3 separate regions of the Mus musculus genome follow, and regions 1 and 3 are each linked to region 2. Evidence: chromatin contacts called from public promoter capture Hi-C data. All regions are on one chromosome and are shown on one strand. Each heading gives the region's core, a stretch centred on a gene start, on an enhancer-like site or on the middle of the called end of the contact. The rest is flanking DNA. Distances are from core to core; before and after follow the strand shown.

Region 1 (2,700 bases), core at 193-2,692, 4.3 Mb before region 2:
ACTCTCTAGGCATTCTCTTCTTCCTCGCTGGAGGTGAATGAGGGGTGTCATTTTCAATTTAGAGGGAAATGGAGACGCTTCCCCACAAACAAGCTTAAGGGTTTAAGGATAAATCCCACCCTACTGAGAATGTGTGTTGAAAAAGGGCTTCACCCAGGGACCCAGGTTACTCCTGGAAAGTTTTGTGGGGCAAGAGCATTTATTTTTAGCCCCACATTTAGGAAACAAACCTTTTAGCATGCTTGCCTAGACAGAAGTGAGACGCTGTGGGATGGGGAGGGAGGGAAATGTGCCCACGGCTGTGAGGAAAGAATACACGCACCCTGCTCTAGTCTAAATAAGATGTCGCGCTCTCTCTGTTCACGCCAGCTCGTAAGTGAGGCAAATGGGACACAAAGAGGCCAAATTAATGATGGCTTTCCTTGATGTCACCATCCGTAGGAACTCGAGGTATACAGAGCAGTCAGTGATTTGGGCAAGGAAAGCAGCGGTCCGTAATTCAACCCTGGCTTCGGAAAGGCTTTTGTTGGGAACGGTGGGCGCGACTTCAGGGGACGTCCCTCCACGCGTTTCACAATCCCTTCCGCGGTAGCAAGGATTCGCTAATTGTCTCGCGGGGGTGGCCCCACTCGGGCTCCGAGGCTGGGCGGTGCGGCTCCGCTTTCTGCTTGGTCTCCGCGAGGTGTCGCCTTCGGCCGAAGAAAGCGGTAAGGCGCCACCCTCGTAGCCCGCACTTATTTATTTTCAAACAAGGGGGGCGCCCCTTCCTTTCAATTTGAAACTAGAAACCTCCTGCGGTCTGTTTCTACGTGGGCGCGTCCTCGGCCTCCCATTTTGCACTCCTGTGTCGCCTTCCTTCGAGATCACACACGAACAGCCCCTCGACCAGGCCTTGTTCCACTTTAGCCTGGAGCTCATCTTTCACACAAACATACACTCGCGCGCAGTCCACGCAGGGACTGGGCTAGAAACCTCTTTTCCCATTCCCAGAACACACCCAGCGACCTTTAAAAAAAAAAAAACACGGAGTGCAGCGGGTGCAAGCCAGGGGGTCCAAAAGGGAGGGGGAAGCACTCCTCGGGTTTCCCAGCTTTGCTGCTTGCAGTCTGAAAAACGAGAGGGGGGAGGGGGAGAGAGGGAGGGACGGAGGGGGAGAGGAGAGGAGGGGAGGAGGGGGAGAGGAGAAGAGGGGAGGAGGGAAGGGAGAGAGAGAGAGAGAGAGAGAGAGAGTCGGAAAAAAAGAGAAAAGCAAATGGCTTTTGGCGCGAAAGGCTTTGGCGCCTCCCCTGATTTTTATGGAAATCAAGAGGGCGGGGAAAAGCCTCTTGCCTCTGCCTTTCTCCCTCCCCCTCGTCTGCGCCACAGCCCCCTTCTCTCCCCGCCCCCCGGGTGTGTCAGATTTTTTCAGTTAATAATATCCCCCGAGCTTCAAAGCGCAGCCAGTGACAGTCATCTGTCTGGACGCGCTGGGTGGATGCGGGGGGCTCCTGGGAACTGGGTTGGAGCCGAACGAGCGCTAGCCAGGCGTAAGCGCGCACACACTGCAGCCGCCGGAGGACAACCCCCTCCCGCCGCCGCTCCCTCAGCCCACCCGGAGACCCCAGCCCCGAGTCGCCTCCGGATCCCCGGCAGTCTGCGGGAGGTAAGAAGCGGTACTTGCGAAGCTTCGAGCGCCCGGGGAACGGCGGAGCGCTGCGGCTAGGCAAGCCCCTGGACGCGGCTCCGCACCCTGCACCCAAATATGCCGGGCTTTTCTGGGGGAGGGGGTAAGGGGGCAACACACCGCGTCTGCTTCCGAAACAAAACCATCTGGGTTTTTTGTTTTTTTTTTTTTCCTGAAAAGCCTATTCAGCACCCGAAGGCACCCTGGCTGGAAGAGACCCGCCCTAATCCCTTTTACAGCCCTGGCCCAGGCAGAGAAATAGCTTTAGCGAAAAGAAATTCGCCCGGCTCCACAAGATTTGTCTGAGTGTGAGGTGACTGGGAACCGGTGCGTCCCCACCCCAAGCTGGGGTTCTCCAAAAGGTGCCGCGGGGAAAGAAGGAAAAGGGGTTAGGCGAAGCTAGGTGCCTGAGTGATAATGTAGGTCACGGCTGCTCCGGCTTAGGAGACGCGATTCTCGCCGGCGACCCTGCACCATTCCTAGGGATGGGGTTCAGCCTTTCCCCCCGCCTGTTGAAGAGGTTGAGGTCTCTGAAGGAAGGGGAATGGAAAGGGTATAGGTATAGGCAGCGATGAGTACCAAGGGTATCTGCCAAGATTGAGGCTCTAGGTCTAGGTGGAGAGGGTTGTATGTAATTGCCTGTTGTTGGTCTGACTGGAGAAAGGCCCTTAATAATTAATAAAGTTTCCTGAACCCCGTTAGCGTTTGCGCTCCCGTGATCGCATTTCTGCAAAAGGGGAATGAAAGGTACTTCAATCCCATGCCTGGTAGCTGGGCTAGAGAGCAAGGACTTCCTTTAAGCAACTAGTGCAAGTGGGGTAGTCGCGCTAGTAAGAGCTGAGATCTGCAGCTTGAACAGCCCCCCTCCCCCAGGCAGTGCCTTGTGTGAATGAAACGGCAGTTTCCAAAGTTGCAGAGAGCCACACCACCCCCTGCATCTGCAAGCCCCCTCCCACTCCCAGTCTTAGACAGCTTGTACACAAAAGGAGGGAGTAGGGGAGACGCTCAACTTTCTCCCACCTTCCAGAGCTGTGGGG
Region 2 (2,700 bases), core at 119-2,618:
TATCGGACTAGCAACAGAGGCTTATTATTAACCAATTAAAAATAATCCATCTTTGTATTTTTAACAGGATTCCTGGCCAGAATTCCCTAAACCATCCTCCATTCACCCGGTCACATGGTTAGGAGTCACGAATCTAAGCGGTGAACAAGCTTCAAACACGCCAAGGTAACTCCTTAAAACTGCTTTCGTGACACACTGTATCGTTTCCAGGCACTGCACCCTGCTAAGCATTTAAAAACATTTCTCCTGAAATCATCACAGAAAACCCCTTCCTCCAGATTTCTTTAAATCTGAAAAAAACTATCATAGCATGTCTTCTTTTGTACATAAAACGTCTGAATTCCATTCCCTTCCCCAAAAGTTCAGCTGTTACAGAATAAAAGGCTACGAGGAAAAAGAAGGGTTTCTAAAGCCGTATTCTTGGAAGAAGCACTAACTTTACACGTGTTCGGCCATAAACTCCGCACAGTTTATTTCCCCTCAAATTTGACCGTATTCACAAGCAAAACTAAGGTTCGAATATCTGAAGTCGCTGTTTTGGTCTTCGGCTTTCAAGTTCCTCGTTCTTCGGGTACCGAAGAGATGTTCCCCTAACAAAAAGCACCACGTTCCTTTCTAAGGCACCTGAACAGGTCGAACCCCAGTCCCGATTTTCTTTCACATTCACATCCGTTTGCCAAGGTTTTCCTGGACACTCGCAGGCCAGAGGACCACCCCGCACCCCAACCTAGCGACCCCCGCCCACCCACCCTCGCTCTCATAAACCCACTCCTTCCGCTTCACCCACTTCCACCTCGCACGTTTCTCTGGATTCACCGTGCTTCTTCCAGACTGTGGGCACCGAGGGGCTGGAGGCCGCCTGGCACCCACACGGATCTGGTCACTAAGGCCGGCAAAGGGCGCGGGGCGCGGGAAGGAAGCGGGAAAGCGGCGAGTGCGCCCCCTCCCCCGCCGGCGCACACCCCCTTCCGGCTCCCCTCCCCCGGCATTGTGCGAGCGGGGCCCAGGCCGCGGCCCGCCGCGATCCCCGCCCAGGCCCGACCCGTTCCCGCCCGAGGCCTGCTCCCGCGGAGGCCGCCACACAAAGCCCAGAGCCGGCCCCCGCGGCGCCCACGGACCCGACGAAGCGAGCGCGGGCTGACTTACAGGGCTGCTGCGGCCGCGCTGCCTCAGCCGGGGGACACCGACCGTTGGGCACCGGCGGCGACGCTCTCGGCCGTCCGTCCTCCCCCTCCGCCTCCGGTGGCGGCGACGTCTTCTTTCTCCTCCTCCTACCTCCCTCCCCCCCACCCCACCTCCTTCTTCTCCTCCCCCTCCTCCTCCGAACCACCGAAGTACCGAGGGTGAGGCACAGAGACTCACAACAACATGGCTGCCGCCGCCGCCTCCCCTCCCCTCCCTCCCCCGCCCACCGGCCGCGCGCAAAGCACTGCGGGAGAAAGGGGGGAGCACTCACCCAGCCGCGACGCCTCGCAGTGAAGTGCGTACTTCTCCCGCGCGCCGGGCGCAGGGGGCCGGCCGGGGCTCCGCGCGTGCGCACTGGCGCGGCGCTCTCCTCGCGGGTGAGGCCGCCATCGGGCGTGCACTTCCCGGCCTTTACCTTCTGGGATCAGGGCTGGCCTGCACGCCGGACCTCTGGCGCTCTGCTCCCGGGGCTGGTCACGCGCCTCGTGTGGTGCTGCAAACCCCCGACTTTCTGTGTGAGACTGAATTTATTCATCCACCGCTTCCTCCCGGATATCTCATTGTTCTCCCTAAACTGCCTGTGTGTAAGCACTGCTGCCCATGCACCCCAAAATTGAAGTCTCTTTCCCCCTACTTCCGGTATGCTGGCACCTACAGGAGTTGTAGACCTTAATACAGCCCTACCGCTCAACGTTTATCTCCCCTTTTCCACTCAAATGTTGGAGGTTTAGGGATAAAAAAAAAATGCACCTTGTTATCGTCTACAGTAGGCAAGTGTTACTGACTTCCTGCAATTGATGAGCCAGGGGTACTGGGTAAGCACAAAAGAAACTACCTTGGCTATGTATCAGACTGAATGTTTTCTTATTACCAGTTACAGAATTGTCTTGCCCTTCCTTGAAATCTGCAGGGAACAACAATGGCTCCAAAGATTTGGTCGCAGTCGTTGGGACCACTTTCTATCACACCTCTCTTGGAGAGTTTAGGCCCTCATGGGACAACTTCCTAATTAATGGCTTACCTCCTGGTTTTGACAATCCAGGGCCTTTTAATTAACTCAGTGTCTTCCCTAGGCATCTGTGAGCTCTACCAGGCTAAGGACTGTATGTGCTTTGTTCATGTGATGTATCCTAGTGCCTGTTAAACACAGCTCTTTGGGTTTTCATCATTATAAAGACAGACTGATTTAAAATTTATCTTGCCGGGCGTGGTGGCGCACGCCTTTAATCCCAGCACTTGGGAGTCAGAGGCAGTCGGATTTCTGAGTTCAAGGCCAGCCTGGTCTACAAAGTGAGTTCCAGGACAGCCAGGGCTATACAGAGAAACCCTGTCTCAAAAAACCAAAACCAAAATAAATAAATAAATAAATAAATAAAAATCTTACTGTTGTATCGCTTTGACAGAATACTAAATCAGGTCATTAATAAAGAAAATAAATTTACTTCCCAAGCGTCTGAAGACTAGGAAGTCCAATGCTAAAAGTAGTGGAAAGATCCTTGGGGCTGTGTAATCAAT
Region 3 (2,700 bases), core at 184-2,683, 3.8 Mb after region 2:
GAAACAAAGTGTGCAGCTGTTTTCCCAGAGGAAGACGAGGTGCTGGATGCCAGAGGCGCTTCTCTAAGACAGAAAGACTGCGCTCACAGAATGTGAAGACTGAAAAATACTTGAGGGACAGCATGCAAAATTTTAGCTTGAGAAAGAGTTGAACCATTAGTCAGAGATGCAGAAGGCAGGCATGCTTTGAAGATGAGAAAGGTGTGTAGTATGTAAGGTATTTATTTTTCATACAGACCCTCACGTAGCCCAGACAGGCCTAGAGCTTCCTGTTCTCCTGCCTGCACTTCCTGAGTATTGAGAATAATACCGGTCCAGTTTATGCGGTGCAGGGGATGGAACCCAGAACCCTCTGTATGCTAGGCAAACACTCCACCGACTGAGATACTGCAAGCTGTGACAAAATTTAGTATTAGATGAGTTTTATGTAGTGGTATTAAACGTGTTTCATGAAGGTGCCTGTAAGGTAGCAGTAGATGTACCTTAGGCAGTCACAGGGAAGGATTTGGGAGTCACTGATGTAAGGTTAGTAAAGCCAAAGCAAGTAAGGATCTTATCATTTAACAAAACAAAACCTGAAAGCCAGTCAACATAGCCCAGCAGTTATCAGGGGCTTGTACACAAGCCTTATTTATACCTGAGTCCAACCCCTGGACCCCACAAAGTGGCAGGAGAGAACCAACTCACAAAAGTTGTCCTATGACTTCCAGCTATGCACCAAAGCAAGTGCACGTGCGTGCGCAAACGCTGAGGCGGGCGCGCGGGCGCAGGCACACACACACACACACACACACACACACTGCCTCGAGTCCAGCTAGGTCTAGGCTAGCACTGATTGCAAAATGACACCCAGTCTCAAAAAGACCAAACCAGATAAAAACCAAACCAAAACCAAAACTCCCCATCTAGCTTCCCAGAAGGATGAGAGACGTGAGACAGAGATACTGGCAACAGCTTAACTGATCATCCCGTTAGAGCCTCCTGGAATTAACCAAAAGCTCGGCTATTATCATTTGTAATTTAAACCAAGTTCTTAGTTCGGTTTGTTCAAACATCTCAAAGTTCGTAGGCGACTTTAACTTACTACAAACAAGGCTATATTCCTTAAGCTCTATTACCAGAAGTATCACTCGTGTATCCCAAGGGCACTTGTTAAAACCCACACCGTGAGCTTGCTTCTACTGCAGCCTGGTCCTCTTCCAACTCTCCCTCAACTTCTCCCCACGCCTACATCCCTGGGCCTGAAGTGCCACCCACTTCACACACACACACACAACGAAATACCTTAGTCTTCTGCCTCCCCGTCCCACACGTAAAATCCCGGGGCCGCTCACGTCACAGGACCGGGAATCAGAAGTCCCGGGCACCTAACGGAAGCCTCGGCCTTTGGACCTCGGAGATGCCTCTAGACTATTGGCTATTGAGTGCGTCACGTTAGCGGCGGGTCCTTCCGATGGCCATTAAGCGCGGGCTTTGCCGCAAGTGTTTCTGGGAGTTGTAGTTCCCGCGAAATCACCGCCCGAAAATCTTCACAATACACCTCAAGTGCTTCAACCTCTTTTCCCACGCAGGTCTCAACTGTTCTCTTAGAAGTGGTTGGCAAGAGCCGGGCGTGGTGGCACACGCCTTTAATCCCAGCACTTGGGAGGCAGAGGCAGGCAGATTTCTGAGTTCTAGGCCAGCCTGGTCTACAGAGTGAGTTCCAGGACAGCCAGGGCTATACAGAGAAAAAAAAAATTGGTTGGCAAGAGGGAATCGGAATTCTACAGTCAACATGTGTAAAAAGTTAGTGTTTAGTTTAGAGGGGAGTCAAGAACTCCACATTTAAAAATCCCATAAAATATCACTCCCAAAATGTAAATACATCCGTTTACCTGAAGCCAGCCTCGTAGGCCTGCCCAAGTAGCAGATCTGTTCTACCCCGATCTCAAAGTACCTGCCCAAGGCCATAACCAGTAGGGGGGTGAGGGTCAGGGTTGGAGGGTGGGGTGTCTTAAGCTTTTTTGTTTGTTTGTTTGCCTTAAGCCCTGACGACTCTAGGGCACACACACGGGTTTTTTTCTGATCCTAACGTGCACAGTACCGTAAACCAGCTTTTCTGAGCACCAACTTTAGTCCTTGTATCCTGGCAAGCTAGTATCTGCGAGCTAGCCACTTGGAAGAGTGGAGATGGAGAAACTGAGGAAAATGCGTCAAGTTCCAGTTCTGGGCCTTTGAATAAATAGGTCCTTCTCCCATACTCACCTCCCATTGGCTCTTGTCAGAAACAAATTCAGATCTGTGCAACGGGTGTAGAAAAGATGGGGGTGGGGGGCATTTCTTAAAGTCTCCTTCAGCCTTCAAGCAAATGTTTTCTCCTCCCAATGTATCTTCCTAGGGGCCATGGACGTAACCTCTGTTAGCTTAGCGTGAGTGAACAGGCCCTGGCTTCCCTGGATTCAAGTCCCAGGACCAAGGAAGCGGAATTCGGATTGGGGAAGGACAAAAGTATCTTTTTAGATCCTGGTTTGGTTTGGGTAGAGGTAAAAGAATTCATTCATTCCTTCTATAGCATTCACCATTCAGGCTGTCGCTGTATCTTCAGCACAGAGCTGATCCTCCTTTAATTCAGTTGGAATCCCCAGGGAGCAGTCCTTTACCTTGAAAGGTGAGACCTCCAATACATATACCTGCTGTAAAACTTTGAGGAATGATGAATGT

Evidence for each region. Promoter capture Hi-C pulls out the DNA fragments that hold promoters and counts their contacts.
Region 1: a promoter capture Hi-C map of pre-B cells shows a contact between it and region 2. The contact joins the promoter of Mycn here to the promoter of Pum2 in region 2.
Region 3: a promoter capture Hi-C map of pre-B cells shows a contact between it and region 2. The contact joins the promoter of Wdcp here to the promoter of Pum2 in region 2.

Annotation. Positions count from the first base shown.
Region 1 is chr12:12,940,578-12,943,277 of GRCm38.p6, reverse strand. It overlaps Mycn (v-myc avian myelocytomatosis viral related oncogene, neuroblastoma derived), which reads left to right and starts at 1,442. Exons shown (of 3, transcript NM_008709.3): 1 at 1,442-1,642. RefSeq lists an enhancer at 643-671.
Region 2 is chr12:8,672,927-8,675,626 of GRCm38.p6, reverse strand. It overlaps Pum2 (pumilio RNA-binding family member 2), which reads right to left and starts at 1,368. Exons shown (of 21, transcript NM_001160220.1): 1 at 1,147-1,368.
Region 3 is chr12:4,842,036-4,844,735 of GRCm38.p6, reverse strand. Wdcp (WD repeat and coiled coil containing) reads right to left here and starts at 1,433. Exons shown (of 4, transcript NM_001170858.1): 1 at 1,285-1,433.